Regions from separate parts of the Mus musculus genome. Here region 2 is linked to region 1. Evidence: chromatin contacts called from public Hi-C data. All regions are on one chromosome and are shown on one strand. Each heading gives the region's core, a stretch centred on a gene start, on an enhancer-like site or on the middle of the called end of the contact. The rest is flanking DNA. Distances are from core to core; before and after follow the strand shown.

Region 1 (7,382 bases), core at 1,275-3,774:
GATGCTAGTATTTAGGATGGTATCCAGGATTGGCTGGAAGTTTAGTCAGGTGTCTCACTCCCATGATCCTTTATGTGTGTCACATCAATGCCTTGGGTGAGTTGGTAGATTAATCTTTCTTTGCCTTCCTACTACCTCCAAGACAGTTGAGCTGAAAGGGAATCATCTGAAGGAGTGAACAAGAATCATTTCTATCTGAGGCCAGGCATAGTGGAAACAGCAGACTTTGGTGTCTCTCAGTGAAACTTCATCCTACTCTGGGTGTTTAAGTCTTGATGATGGGTCCTTCATAATGAGAGTGTATACCCTGACTGTTTATTCGAAGCTAGTAAGCAGAGAAGTGTTGGAGGTGAGATATTCTGGTTTCTATTATTTGGGTCTGCCATCTGATTTATTGTAAAATTTAATTTAGTATGTGTTCATGGTTTGTATGTGTGAGAATGTGCGAATGCCATACATGTATGTAGACATCAGACGACAGCTTTGTGGAGTCAGTTATGCCCTTCCATAACTAGAGGAGGTCTAAGGATTCAACCAGGGGACTCAGGTAGGCTCAGCGAGTGTGTTTACTTATTGAACTGTCTTACCAGCCCCAGCCTTGCTATAAGATGATATGTGATGATGATTTAGGTATCCTCCTGTATGTATGTATGTATGTATGTATGTATGTGGTTTATGTATCTTGGTCTTTTTTCTAAAATTGATACAGAAGGGAACTCTGGTAAATTTGGGTATAATTTTTAATAATTAAAATGGTTTTTTTGATAAAAGATGCTTTTATGATAACATTTATGTGATAGTTATCATTTTAATGATTTTGAGTGTGTAATCCAATGGCCTTAAGTCTCTTTATATCATCATTCAGTCTCCACCCTGGAACTTCACATCCCTGCACAAAAAACCACTGCCATCATCCCCTGTGTCCTATGACACTCATTCTACTTTTGTCTCTATAAAATGGAATGGTTGGTCTTGCTGCTTCATCTAAGTAGAATCAATTCTGTTTGTCCTTTTGTGGCTGTGTTCATACAACACAAGGTGCTCATGGTTCATCGATGTTGAAGCATATGTCAAAGTTTCCCCCTTATTAAAGGCATAATAACATCCTATGGTGAATGTGTACCTTTGACTTATTTCTTCATCTGCTGGTGGACATCTGGATACTTCTATGTTTTCACTATTGTGAAAACTGTTGAAGTGAATATAGATACTCAACTATCTCATTGAATTCCCATGTTTTATTTCCTTTTGGTATAGATCCAAAATGGCATGTCTGGATCATAGGGTAAAACTTTGTGTTTGGTTTTATCGGGATTCATTACACCTTTCCCATAACACCTATAACCATTATCTATTTTCGTCAGTAGAGTGTAGAGATTCCTCTTATATCCCTAGGAAGTTTAAAATTAATGGAGCTGTCAAGATGCCTCAGCATTTAAAGGTGCTTGCCACCAAACCTGACCACCTGAGTTGGGTCCCCAGAGCCAACATAGTATCAATACCTGTCCCCTGGGCACCTGCACCATGGCACATTTGCACCTGTACACATGCCCAGCTCTCTCACACTCATCCAGCAAATAAAAGGACCACAGTAGCACGTATGAAGTGATGCTTCACTCTAGTTCTGTTCTTTATCCTTTTGTCCCAGAACATCTGTCATCATCTGTTACCTGGCGTCTTAATTACTTCTCTATTGCCATGAAAAGATACCACGATAAAGGAAACTTATAAAGGAGGGCATTTTATAGGGGCTTACTTAAAGTTTAAGAAGGTGTGTCCATAACCATTGTGGTGGAAAGCACCCAGACAATACACTGCAGCAGTAGCTGAGAGTTTACATCTTATCTGCAAGATGATGGCAGAGAAAGAGTGGGCGGAGTTGGGTCTGATATGGGGTTTTGAAACCTTAAAGCCCACCCTTAATAATACAATTCCTCCAATAATGCCACAGCTCCTAATTTTTCCTAAACAGTTCACCCACAAGGAAACAAGTGTTCAAACACAGATACTCATCAGGGCCATTCTTATTCAAATCACCATACCTAGGGATTTTGCACTGTCTGTTTGGAAGGGATGGGAGCCCTTAGATTTTATTTCTGTCATCAAGGCCCTCCTAAATATAATTGGCATTATCCATCCTTGATGACCTATGTGCCCTGAATAATTGCTGCCCTGCTCTAGCTCCCTGAAGTGGACATTAGCCCGAGGCATCTACTTGAGCCACATTTTACCAATTCCTATTTCTATGTGGACCATTCATGAGTTGGTGTGAAGTTGATGTGCCATGCATAATGCAATATTCAAGGTATTAGAAGAGAAAGGCTGCTTGAAAAGCAATTTGGAAACAGAAAGGCCAATCAGGAAAGTTTTTACCAAGGAGTTCCATAAGCTGGGTTTTTGAATGTGACAAGTAGTCAAACCTATATCTTTTGAGACAGCTGGAGTGACTTTAACTAGATATAGGGTGTCACACCTAAAATGTGTACTTCTGGAAAAGGATGGTGACTAAGCTGTGTGTGCTGTATGCAAGCTGTGAAGCTCAGTACAAACAGTAGGGCATCATGGAATTAATATGACAGCAAGCAACTCCTACCTTTTATAGGAAGTGGCAAAGCCTCTCATTAAGACGTAACTTTCTGACCCTAAAACAGGACAGTTTGGGGCCAGCATTTAATCACTTGAACTACTGAAGACCCAAAATCATGGGGCCTCTGATCTCTAATTAGGTATGAGATCCACTGTGCAGATAGAAGGCTTATTTCATGTCAACTGGAGGATACTGATGTCAGGGTGATGCCCTCTGACTTCTCTACACAGCGTGGACTTTTCTTCTTTGACTAAAATGGAAAAGCTTTTTATACTGCTTCTGCTACAATTCTGGTTTGCTGACTAAAAGATGTGAGGGAAACGCTGTGACCTAAAACAGCATTGGTTCAAACATTTGCATGTGGGTTGCTGTGTAAGAAATCCTATTTTCATTGTTAAAATAGAAGGAAGCCATTAGGCTGTACATGTGACTCATCTGGAAAGTGAGTGCTGCAGATCCGACACATGCCGGTAAACACCCATGTGTTCTTGTTTCTTCAAGCATATGCTGCCGTTACCTGTTCTCACTGGCATTCTGCTTAGGTGATAGGCTCTAGCGGGGTAAGCGGAAACACTGAATGAGTTTGGCTGGCTGCTGAGACAAGTATGAGGAAAACCAGCTATTTGTGTCCCTGTAGGTGACTCGGCTGCACAATCCTATTCAATTCCCTGTTGCTGGATTCTGTGAATGGGTTGGCATTGCTGTTCTCTGGCTTTGTCCTTAGAAATGGAATATTGGTTAGGATGGAAAGAAGGGGGATGGAAATGAACAGGTACTGGGGCTCATAAGCATTTAAACTGCTGTGGTTGTCAACTATGAATATACAAACATAGCAAAAATACTAATGAAAGAAAATATGTTCACTGTGGTTCACATCGCTCTCTGAAATGTATATCATCACCTTATATAAGAGAGAATTAGCATCTTTTAAAAACTGGTTCTTTTAGTTCTAAAGTAATTAACAAGGACCTATGAGTAAGTGAAATATTTTCCTCGTGATGTCAAGTTCAGTGTAAGTGAACAGGGTGTGGAGACTATTGACCACTTGTGTGTCCTTTGTAGATAGCCATTGCTATCCATTTTAACCATCACCACCAACATCATGTTGTCACACCATTTTTACCCACTTGCCACTGAGGAAATTGAAATTTGACTCAAATCTCAGGTTTCTTAAGCATCAGAAACTTGAGTACTGTCCTGTCTAATGTTATAGGTACTAATCTCGGATACTGTCTATTTCATTCTTTGCTTGGATTGGACCCTGAATTATTGCTATGTATCTATATTTCCAAATACTTCAGATTTTAGAAATGCCTTTCCATTCTATTAATGAAACAATATCTTCCCTCATTGTACTGATAAGACATCCTTATGTCTTAATACAGTCTTCTACCTCTCTTCAGATCAAAAACTTCCTTTGGTTGTGTGTTTGTATTTTTTGGATATAATTTTGACTTTGCCACATGGCTTTTGGTATTCCTTCAAGACTTTCTCCATTGTTACCATTGGGCCTAGAACCAGCAAGGCTGGCCCAACCTTCATATCCTCTTCCCAGCAACTGGGAGGGGATGATTCAATACAGGAAAGCAGGTTCCAGAGTTACTGGATTTAGTCAGAACAGAGAGCAGCTATAAATACCTCTGGGGACTCTCCACAGACTGATGACTGTTTCATAAAACATCCTTTTTGTTCTGTCAGTGATTTCAAATGGATGCCTTCCTCCCTACTCCAGCCAGGACTCCTTCAGGTGTGAGCCCTCTTTAGGACGATGCTCCTAGAGATGGAGAAACACTTTCACCATTAGATGAACAGCTCTTATTGATAAGGGTGAAACTGCTCTCTTCTCTCTAAGTTTTGGCTATGTCGTAATTTTCCTTCTAAACAACATTTATATTTTCCTTTAGCTATAGATGTACATATGTACTTGTACAGTCTAAGTGCAATTTCTAAGTAATGTTATGTCTTGTAAAATTCTGCAAATCTAAAACAATTCAATACGAATGAAAAGCATCACAACAAAATGGTTTTGAAAACAAAATTCTGCCTATTTGTTACTCCCTCATTTGTAAAAAGAACAGAGTTGGACTAGCATGTGTCTGAGGCCCATTCTAAAATAGTGTTTGTGGATTCTGGGGGAGTCTTGACTACTGCAGACATCATCAGTAGAGTATAATTGTCTCAAGGGTATTTTTCTTTCACAGACTCTTGGGGAAGTGGTGAGCATGTATTTTATTTGTTGTTATGGCTGGAAAGTTTGAGAAATGATTATGGTGACATCCGTAGAATTCTCTCTGTGGTGCAAAATACAGATAAGACTCTTATAATATTATCCCTTGATGACTAGTATTCGTAATGATTGGAATTCTCTATAGAGGTCACTCAGACAGGGACAGTATGACTTGTCAGCTGTTGTTGACTTGTCTGTGGGGATGGCTAGACCTTGGTGTTCCTTGCAAAAAAAAATCTCTTTAGTCACCCCTGCCACAAATATTTATTGGACACCAGGCATGTGCCAAACATAATTCTGGAGACTACAGAAGGATAAATAAAAGGTCATATCTTAGAGGGACAGAGGTAGTCCACGCTACAAACATAGCCTGGGTCCCTGTATGGCACAGCCTTAATGAGGAAAGAAAAAGAGGAATGAGGAAAGTGGTAGGTATTACATGAGTTCAAGCTCCAATCCTTGATGCCCAAGACTCAGAAGCTTCACAGAAGATATGGTACTGAGACATGAATAATATAATATGGTTGGAAAGTTGTGCAGGGCTATCTGTGATGGACTCAGTGAATTGGCCATATGGCTTAGAGGTTTAAGAGAACCTCATATGCTAGTTTAGGAAATCTGGTAAGAACTAGGTAAGAGCCACTGAAGGATTTTGGCAGAGAAAGGCCGCCTTTGTTGCTCATCTTGTAAGACAAGGACAACCAAATCAGTAGTTACAGAATTCTTCTGTTCACCACTAATGATTATAATCGTGAGATTTGTCTAGTTACATACTAAAAAAATTGCTTTTGATACAATTCCGGTGTTGGTCATCTCAGTATTCTAATAACACTCCCAAAGAGGTAGTATTATGGGCCTGGGATACAGATGAGAGAAGGAAGCCCCAGGGAAGGTAAACGGCCCATCATTGCTATCACAGGGTTTGAGCAGAAGAGCAGGAATACCATCCCATAATCAGCCACCAAACCCAGACACTATTGCATATGCCAGCAAGATTTTGATGAAGGGACCGTGGTATAGCTGTCTCGTATGAGGCTATGCCAGTGCCTGGCAAATACAGAAGTGGATGCTCACAGCCATCTATAAGATGGAACACAGGGCCCCTAATGGAGGAGCTAGAGAAAGTACCCAAGGAGCTAAAGGGAACTGCAACCCTATAGGTGGATCAACAATATGAACTAATCAGTACCCCCAGAGCTTGTGTCTCTAGCTGCATATGTAGCAGAAGATGGCCTAGTCGGCCATCACTGGGAAGAGAGGCCCCAGTACAGGGGAATGCCAGGGCCAAGAAGCGGGAGTGGGTGGGTAGGGGAGCAGGGCAGGGGGAGGGTATAGGGAACTTTCGGGATTGCATTTGAAATTTGAAATGTATATAAAGAAAATATCTAATAAAGAAAAAAGAGAAGAGCAGGAACAGAGTTTCGCATCACAAGCCAAATACTGGCATCCTTTTTAGTTGTTTCGTACACACACACACACACACACACACACACACACACACACACACACACACTACATTGAAATGTTAATCAATAAAGCACAGACAAGGAAGTGTTTAATATATTATCACAAGTCAGCGAGTTATCCGTCCACAAATATCAGCCTGCTACTTATTGTTTTAACAATAAGGCTTTATAGAATCCACAAGTCAGCTTGTCAGAGTCATATTTCTGCGGCACTGGTAGAGTGCGGTGACTGAGATATGGAGAGGTGACCCTTAAATCAAGAACTCTTTACTACTGAGTCAGCTACTGTACCAGTTTGCAAATCCCTGTACCACAGTAAGGACAGTGCCTGGAAGGTGGGAAGACAAAGCCAGTGCCCATGAGGTCCTACTTCTCATATTTTAGTATGATTCCATCATTTCCCTTGAAAAAGAGTCCCTGCTTTGACTTCTAATGTGGTAGGTTATTTTGCTCCCCACCCCCAACCTTGTAAAATGTTTGGGAATCACAGCGTCTAATATATTACAGATTTCTTAAAAATTGGAATGAATAAATGAATTCTAATATGAGAAAGTGATAGGCATTTTCTCTTCCTCAGTGACCCCAATATAGGCCAGATTAGAGCAGATTAAAACTAGGTAAAAGTAGGTTTATTAGGGGGCTGCTCTCAGCTCTTGGGTGGGTTCACTGATCTCACAGGTGGAGGTCAGTGAAGTCACACATCTGGGTTAAAGCCGGGGGGGTTTTATAGAGTTTAAGGGAGGAGTGATGAGGACAGGTCAACTAGGAGCTGAGATTGTGTCTGTATATGGTCCAAAATCTGAGCCTTTGGGCAGGCACTCTTAGGTGGGCTGCGGGAAATGCAGAAATGAGGCGTGACTACAGGTTAGCACAGAGTTTTCTCTGAGTGGGTGGGGTCGATGGAGCGAGGGCAGATGGGATTTCCCAGCTTGTGCAGAGGCTGAACAGAGTTCCAGCCTAACAGTAAGTACATTTATGAGGTTGTCAGATCGTTAGTATTTGTAGCTTGCATGGCATTTTGAGTGGTGAGAAATTAAGACTTATTTTGTCCAGAAAGGATTTGAAAAGCTGTACTAGTTGGTGTTCTATCAGTGTGATTTAA
Region 2 (7,382 bases), core at 2,702-5,201, 320 kb after region 1:
TCTTGCAATTTATTAGAGTGTACTTTACAAACTTTATTATTAAAAGACACACAAATAAGAAAAATCACACACTGAAGTTAACTAGTCTGTACTTCTCCATGAGCTTTTCATACAGCTAGAACAGTCATTCTGAAGTGGTGGAACGTCACTTGAGATTTTACATCCTCACTACCACATATATTTTCTGTACTTACCCATCATTCAAAATGAAAAAAAAATTATAACTAGAAATCACTTAAATTTATATAGTCCTTCCCAATTCGTTTCAAGACTATTACATGCATTAGGATTTTCCTCAGCCCTCATATGTAGCCTTTCTTATCCTCTTTCTTTCTTTTTTCTTTTTTTATTGGATATTTTCTTTATTTGCATTTCAAATGTAATCCCCTTTCTTGGTTCCCCCTCCCGAAAGCTCCCTATTTCACCCCCTCCTCCCGCTTCTATGAGGGTGTTCCTCCACCCACCCACCCATTTCCCCACCCTCGATTCCCCTATACTGGGACATCTATTAAGCCTTCATAGGACCAAGGACCTCTCCTCCTATTGATGCCTGACAAGGCCATCCTCTGCTCCATATACACTGCACACTCGCAACAAGTTCTCAAACTTGGAGACCCACTACTAATTTCAATATTGGATGCCACAAGGTACTGTTAGTTTTAAGATGTCCAGGGTTCCTGAAATACATTAGTGTGTTTATTTATAGCTCTCCTCTGTATAGGTACGTCTCACTTTCTTCCAGTTTTATTATTTCCTCTATTCATTCTAAATTTTTCTCACGTTCACAGATTCACAGGCAGCTCTTTGTCTCCTTGTTTGGTCTTTGGAATTTGCAGCTTGACTTCAAGCAAGGGCACGTGTAACTGCATTCTTATATTCAGACATGTAAATACATATCTTTGTAAAATTGAAAATAAAGTTATGTAATTTCTTCTCCTTGACACTGGGATAGAGAGAATAAGCCTATATGCTATTGTCAGACAACAAACACGACACTACAGAGTTTGCAAATTCTTCAGTCTTATTTAAAAAGTTAAAAGCTTTTGGAGCAAAGTATTTAAAACATAGAGTTTCCCAATGATCTTTTTGGATCTATTTGCATTCTTCTATATGCAGCCATCCAGTTAGACCAGCAACATTTGTGCAAGATGCTTTCTTTTTCCTATTGTACACTTTCGCCTTCTTGGTCAAAGATCAGGTATCTGTAGGAATCTTCAATTGATTACATTAATCAACCTGTTTGTTTCTATAAAAATACCATGCAGTTTTTATTACTATTGCTCTGTATTACAGCTTGAATTCAAGGATGATAATACCTCCAGTTCTTCGATTGTACATCATTTTAGCTATCCTGGGATTTTTTTTTTTTCATATAAAGTTGAGAATTGCTCCTTCAAAGTCTGTAAAAAAATATGTTGGAATTTTGATGAGAACTGCATTGAATCTGCAGATTGCTTTTAGTAAAAAGGCCATTTTTACTATGTTAATCCCACCGATCCATTAGCATTGGAGATCCTTCCATCTTTTGATATTTTCATCACTATCTTTCTTCAGACACTTGACGTTCTTGGCATACAGGCCTTTTACTTGCTTGGTTAGAGTTACACAAAGATATTTTACATTATTTGTGGCTATTCTGAAGTGTGTTGTTTCCCTAAATTCTTTCTGAGCACATTAAAAGTTTGTATAAAGGAGGGCAGCTGATTTTTTTTAACTTAATTTTATATCCAGTCACTTGCTTATTGTGTAAAGGTTTCAGGGTCATTTATGTGTTCTATCATATAATTTGTGACTAGCAATATTTGACTTCTTCCTTCCCAATTTATATTGTCTTGATCTCCTTTAGTTGTCTGATTGCTCTAGCAAGGACACTTGCTCAACTATGTTCATAACAGCTTCATTTGTAATAGCCAGAAACTGGAAAGAACCCAACTTGAGACCTATTCAGTGAACAAGAACCAATTCCTGACATTCTTAATGATACTCCGTTATGCTCTCTGATGGTAGTCTAACATAACTGTTCTCTGAGAGGCTCTTTCCAGCAGCTGATTGAAACAGATGAAAAGATCCACAATAGATGGAACTCAGGGAGTTTGTGGAAGAGTTGCGGGGAGAATTGAGGGACCCTAAGTGGATAGGGACTCCACAGAAAGATCAACAAGGTTAAATAACCTGGACCCTTGGTTTCCTTTATAAAGTATAAATAACTATATAATACATAAATATATATAAAATATAAATAAAATATGAAATTTGTTAACTTGACATAACCTAGAGTCATCTGAGAGAAAAGCTTCCATTTATGCATTTTCTAGGCCTAGAATATGGTCTGTGAGCATATTTATATATAGTTATCTTGCTTATTAATTGGTTTATAAAGACTCAGTCACTGTGGACAGCAGCATCTCTACTCAGGTAGTCCTGGGACATGTAAGAAATCTAGCTAAATATTAGCCTGTTAATAAGTGAGTTAGAAAGCAAGACAGGTCTTTTTTCCTTGAGTTCCTACTTTGACTTCCTTCAATGGTGGAATATAACCAGGGTAAAACAAGTAGGGAATATAGATAATAATATTAGTGTTGGTGTTTATTGACATATATGTATAAATAGATATACATATACATGTATGTATGTGTATATAAGCCCTAGGGAAGTTTTATTTGCAGGCAATATAATATAAAATGTAATGGATTAAAATTTATAGTTGAGAAATAACACCTAAAAATAGATTCCTCGAGGGCTGGGGTCTACTATTACAGTGATTTTTGTTTGCCAAACTTATCCAGAGCCAGTCCTAAGGAGAGGTTTACAAAAAACTTTTGCCAGCAGTCCTGCTGTCCAGGCGACTCACCAAACCCCACTCTCAAGGGAGGTTCTGTAGTCATGATTCTTGGCCAAAGGAGAATTAAAAAAAAAAAAAAAGACTTTCATTTTCCCAAGTTGTATTATATATCACATTTTCAAGTTCAAATCGTCTTGAATTCCTTCTTCTTGTACTTTCCTTGACTCGTATGGAATGTCACATCACTCTGTGTTTCTTCCATCTTGATCTTGACCATAGCCATCTATCTGTAGTTTTAATGTGGACTAGAACTAATTACTCTAGTTTTGGTTTGCTCATTTCTAATATTGGCAATGACCTTTGTGTAATTGCTCCTCAACTCATGTTCCAAGAGCTTTATTTCATCTCTCTTCGCTAGTACCTATGATGTGTCATAGCCAGCCTATCTCTTAGCCCTTCTCAGACAAGAAACTCCTTTTTTCTTTTTTCTTGGATATTTTCTTTATTTACATTTTGAATGTTATCTCTGGCCCCCTGAAGCCCCCTATCCCATCCCCTTGCCCTGCTTCTATGAGGGTGTTCCCCACCCATCCACCCACTCCTGCCTCCCTGTCCTAAGAAGCTCTTTACAAACCGTAACACTCTTTACAAATTGTAAAATGACAAGGATCTACCACTCACATTGAATAGATCAAAAAAGAACTTGTCTGTAGATTATATAGTTTGGCTCTGGAGGAAGTTTGCTGTTTAATTTCCAAGATAAAAGATACACTCTTTCAATGTTAAGTTTTAGTATGGATTCCTTTGTACAAATTTGAATTTAAGATGTTCAATACCACTCAAAATTAAGGAAAGGATGAAATTTTCCACTAAAAGTTAAGAACTTGTTCTGTTCTAGTTTGTTTGACTTTCTTTTACTGACCACTGAATATAAAGAAAACATAAAGACCATTTTGCATGTCTTTAAATCTCAGTAAGCAAACATGTCTGTAACAAGGGAATTAGATGTAAGCTAGAATACTAATTCAAGTTGGACGTTTATTCCTGATCATTTCATTATTATTATTTAGGAGGTTTTCTTCTCAAGTGATACTAAAAGTTTCAAGTCCCCATTTATGTGAAAGCAGTGTGGGTGTGCAGGAAATTGACAGACATGAAAGATGATGTGTTTTGGAGGCAGGACCTGTTGTCCCGGCCTTCTCAGCATTAAGAACCTAAAGACTTAGGGCAACTTGCTGAATCTAGAGGTCTTTAAGAATTTTCTTTTTATTCTTCTTTTCTCTCCTCATTGATTATTTCTCTCTGCTCTAGAGTATATATTCATATAACCTTTATTGAGTTTAATTACCCAAACTTAAAAGCAAAAGTTATAAGCAATAGTAATGTTAAGGTGTGCTGTGATTCCTCCCCATCCCCTTTCCTTTCTCCATTTCCCTTCCTTTCTCAAAGAAATAAAGATGCAATTAAGCACAAACACAGAGACTGGGGAAAACCCATTTCTAAAGCTTGTAGTGGTAGAAAGCTGTGGGCTAAATTAAGCTGCATTGAAAAGAATAGGGAGTGACAGAAAACATTACACATATTGCAAAAATTACTCACTAAGTTAACTGGTGTTATATTCAATTAAAGCATGTAATTATATTCCATGATATTTTACAGGAGAGCAGGTCTAAGCAGGAATACATGTAACTCTGGTGCCAGTCTAGAGTTAATTGGTAAATCTTCCCAGAGCTAAAACCTTGACTGAATCCCCAGCGCTTTCAACTGCTACAGGTCTCTTTCACTTAGCCTTATTCAAGTGATTTCTCAAATTTTTGGAAAGAAACAAAAAGAAATAATATGTTGATAATGTCAACTGGCATTAAATACATACACATAGCAAACATTGCTATAGGCATCTTATATGTATGCTCACTCTCTCTTCTTCTTCTTCCTCTTTTTCCCTCCCCCTCTGTCCTCAGCAGCCTGCACAGCATCTTCTGGCACTATGTAAGCTGACCAACAGGAAAACAGTTTCATGGTCATTCAAGGTTTATTTCTCTAGGTACTGCATCTGAAATATATCGTGTATTCAACCAAAGGTTTTGCAATCTAGTTATGCTAGGCAATGACATTAGCCTGCCTTGCTTTTGAATGCCTGGTGCTGAGACTGTCATTTAGCAACTCATGTATTCTGGGGCAGCATTGCTCACCAAAGCAAGACACTTTCTCTCTAGTTAAACAAATTGGATCCTGGTTAAGTGAAGTAAATTGTCTTACTAATGTGAAAGATACAGTTCTAAAATTATACTTTGACTTGTATACTCCACATTCACACATCTATACCACTGTCAGTGGGTGTATTTGCAGGAGAAGAAACAACCAGTTTATAGGTGCCTATAATGATGGAATGTCCCAGAATCACAGTTCAGCTTTAAATTGTGGAGTGTATGGTATATCATGGGAAAAACCTGGATGAATTATAGAAGATATCAATCAAATCTATATTAGAACCTTAAAGATAAATTTGAAAATGTGTTATTTCCTTCTGATCAGAGAGTTCAAAGAGATACACTTATGTTTTACCCGGGATTGTCTCTGTCCTTCCTCCCGATGAGAAACACAAGCCTTGGTCATTGCCATGTGACAGGCTTCTACACATGCTGATTATTAATGAACTATCTGCTTTCACTGAGTAAGTTAGTATAAGTAGCATTGGATTCAGGAGTTCAGTGCCTATAGATGTGAACTCACATTAGAACTAGGGGACCCAGAACAGACTGACCATTTCCCTCTAGTGTGGAGACTTTTAGGACTCTGTGTAATCTTCTCAATTTATTTCAAAGTTGGTGTTTTAAAGATATTTCCAGGATTATCCCATCACGGTTATTTGGATTGCTTTTGGCTGTTTTACAAATCCACAAAGGTGCTTGTGGTAGGAACTTTTCTCAAAGCTCTCACAATGAGAAATCGCTGGTACAGCCTCCATCCTCTACCCCATTGTGAGTATGGGAAGTTATTCAAAGGCTTTTAGGTTGGCTGTATGCCAAGAGAGGATGACTGTTACCTGTAATCAGATTCTTCAAGCTCATTTCAATCCCCCCTAAGGACCCTACAAATTGTCTTTCCAGGCAAATTTAGGAATGATTGTCTGGAGCCATTCTAAAAATCTTGCTAATTTACTGATCCACTCCTGTCCTGTTTAGTTTATTGTTTATTATTTTTATTAATAGCACTTAAATTCACCTTGAAACGCTGAAACTGAAGAATTTCCTTGCATCAGGTGAGTGAGTCTGTTGTTTTATCTGTGACAGATTGTCTTGGTTAATAATCAGAATGAGAAAATCCAGTACAGTGAATGGCACTATCCTTAGGCAGATGAGGAAGCCAGAGACTTAACCAGTAAGTAGTACTCCTCTATGGCTTCAGTTTCTACCCTGACTTTACTCAATTATGGACTATACCCTGGAAGTATAAATCAAACAAATATTTTCACCCACCCACTAAGTTTGTTTTTCTTAGACTGTCTTGTTACAGAAGGAGAAAAAACAAGCTTGCACAAGCTCCTAAACTTTTCTCAGAAACGTAAAGGTATCATTGGACGTAAAGACAATTTCCAATGAGCTTTTCAACCCTTTGATTATCATGAATCATTGACAAATTGAACAAAAAGAGCCAAGTGTGCTTTATATGTAAACAAAATATTGGAAGAGTGGATTATTACAGCTCTCTTAAAATAGAGTTTCCTGGAAGAGTTCTGTGGAACATATGTATATTTATCTCAACTCTCATTTGAAATCTGAACTCCCACATGATGTCAGTTTGCTTAGGTCATTTAAACTCTCAAGGCCTGTGCATGAGCATTTTTAGAGTGAGGGGCAGTTGAGGAGACCTCTGGTAAGTTCTGTGTTAGCTACAACATTCAGTGATTCTAGTCTTTTGGTATTAAAGACCATTTCTTTGGATTTTGTTTTTCTTTTACTGAAAGTTCCACCTTACCCTGCAAAGCTCCTCAGCCAGAATAGACTAGATTTAAATTTGTAGGCTTATAATATTTCAGAGTTCAAAGGCACTGTCAGGTCACAGAGCTCAACTCTATGGTGATACATAATACCTTCTCCAACACCTCCACCAAGTGGCCAAGCAGTCTGTATTCCACAGGTAGGAGCATGCCTGTTGGTACTCACCACATCCATTCTATGCCAAACAGCATTTGCTCTAAACCTCCCTATGACTTTGAGGTTCTTTCTCCAGTTTTTCCCAAAGCAGGTGTCTCTCTTGTTTCACAAGGACACCTAAATTCTACCTTTATGCTCAATTTACTGTTTTTTTTTTTTCTTTTTAAACAAAGCATTTCTTCAGTCATTTGAAAATGATCAATCCAAACCCTTAGCTCTAGAAAAGGTAACTCGGCTCTTTGGATCTTTGGAGCATCCTTGTTCTGAGAGTGTCCCTAGTTCTGATCACTGTCTTCGTAATTTGGCACAGATTACCAACTTCCATTTGACTGCCTCTCAGTAATCAGTTAAGTATCCAAGTAATTTGGGATGGCAAAATTTCAAAGCTGGCTTTCATCAAAAACAAAAGAATCTGATAGGAAACTGGTACAGAAGCTGACGAA

Evidence for each region. Hi-C and Micro-C count contacts between places; a contact is called where the count stands out from the background.
Region 2: a contact with region 1 is called in a Hi-C map of Th1 cells, with 3 times the contacts expected there. The contact joins two enhancer-like sites. A contact is called at or near these places in 1 of 15 datasets of contacts at CTCF or cohesin (pro-B cells) and 4 of 484 Hi-C or Micro-C datasets (the CH12 cell line, the N1E-115 cell line, Th1 cells and 1 more).

What each region holds. Positions count from the first base shown.
Region 1 is chr15:62,479,552-62,486,933 of GRCm38.p6, forward strand. No RefSeq gene overlaps it. Among named protein-coding and RNA genes, the nearest start is that of Gm41333, 190 kb to the right of the region's middle. Within about 2 kb of position 2,525, at least 25 of the 459 cell types and tissues checked have an H3K27ac peak or open chromatin away from gene starts, as enhancers often do. A contact at or near this core is called in the CH12 cell line and Th1 cells, where this site is marked.
Region 2 is chr15:62,796,085-62,803,466 of GRCm38.p6, forward strand. No RefSeq gene overlaps it. Among named protein-coding and RNA genes, the nearest start is that of Gm22521, 6.6 kb to the left of the region's middle. Within about 2 kb of position 3,952, at least 6 of the 459 cell types and tissues checked have an H3K27ac peak or open chromatin away from gene starts, as enhancers often do. A contact at or near this core is called in the CH12 cell line and Th1 cells, where this site is marked.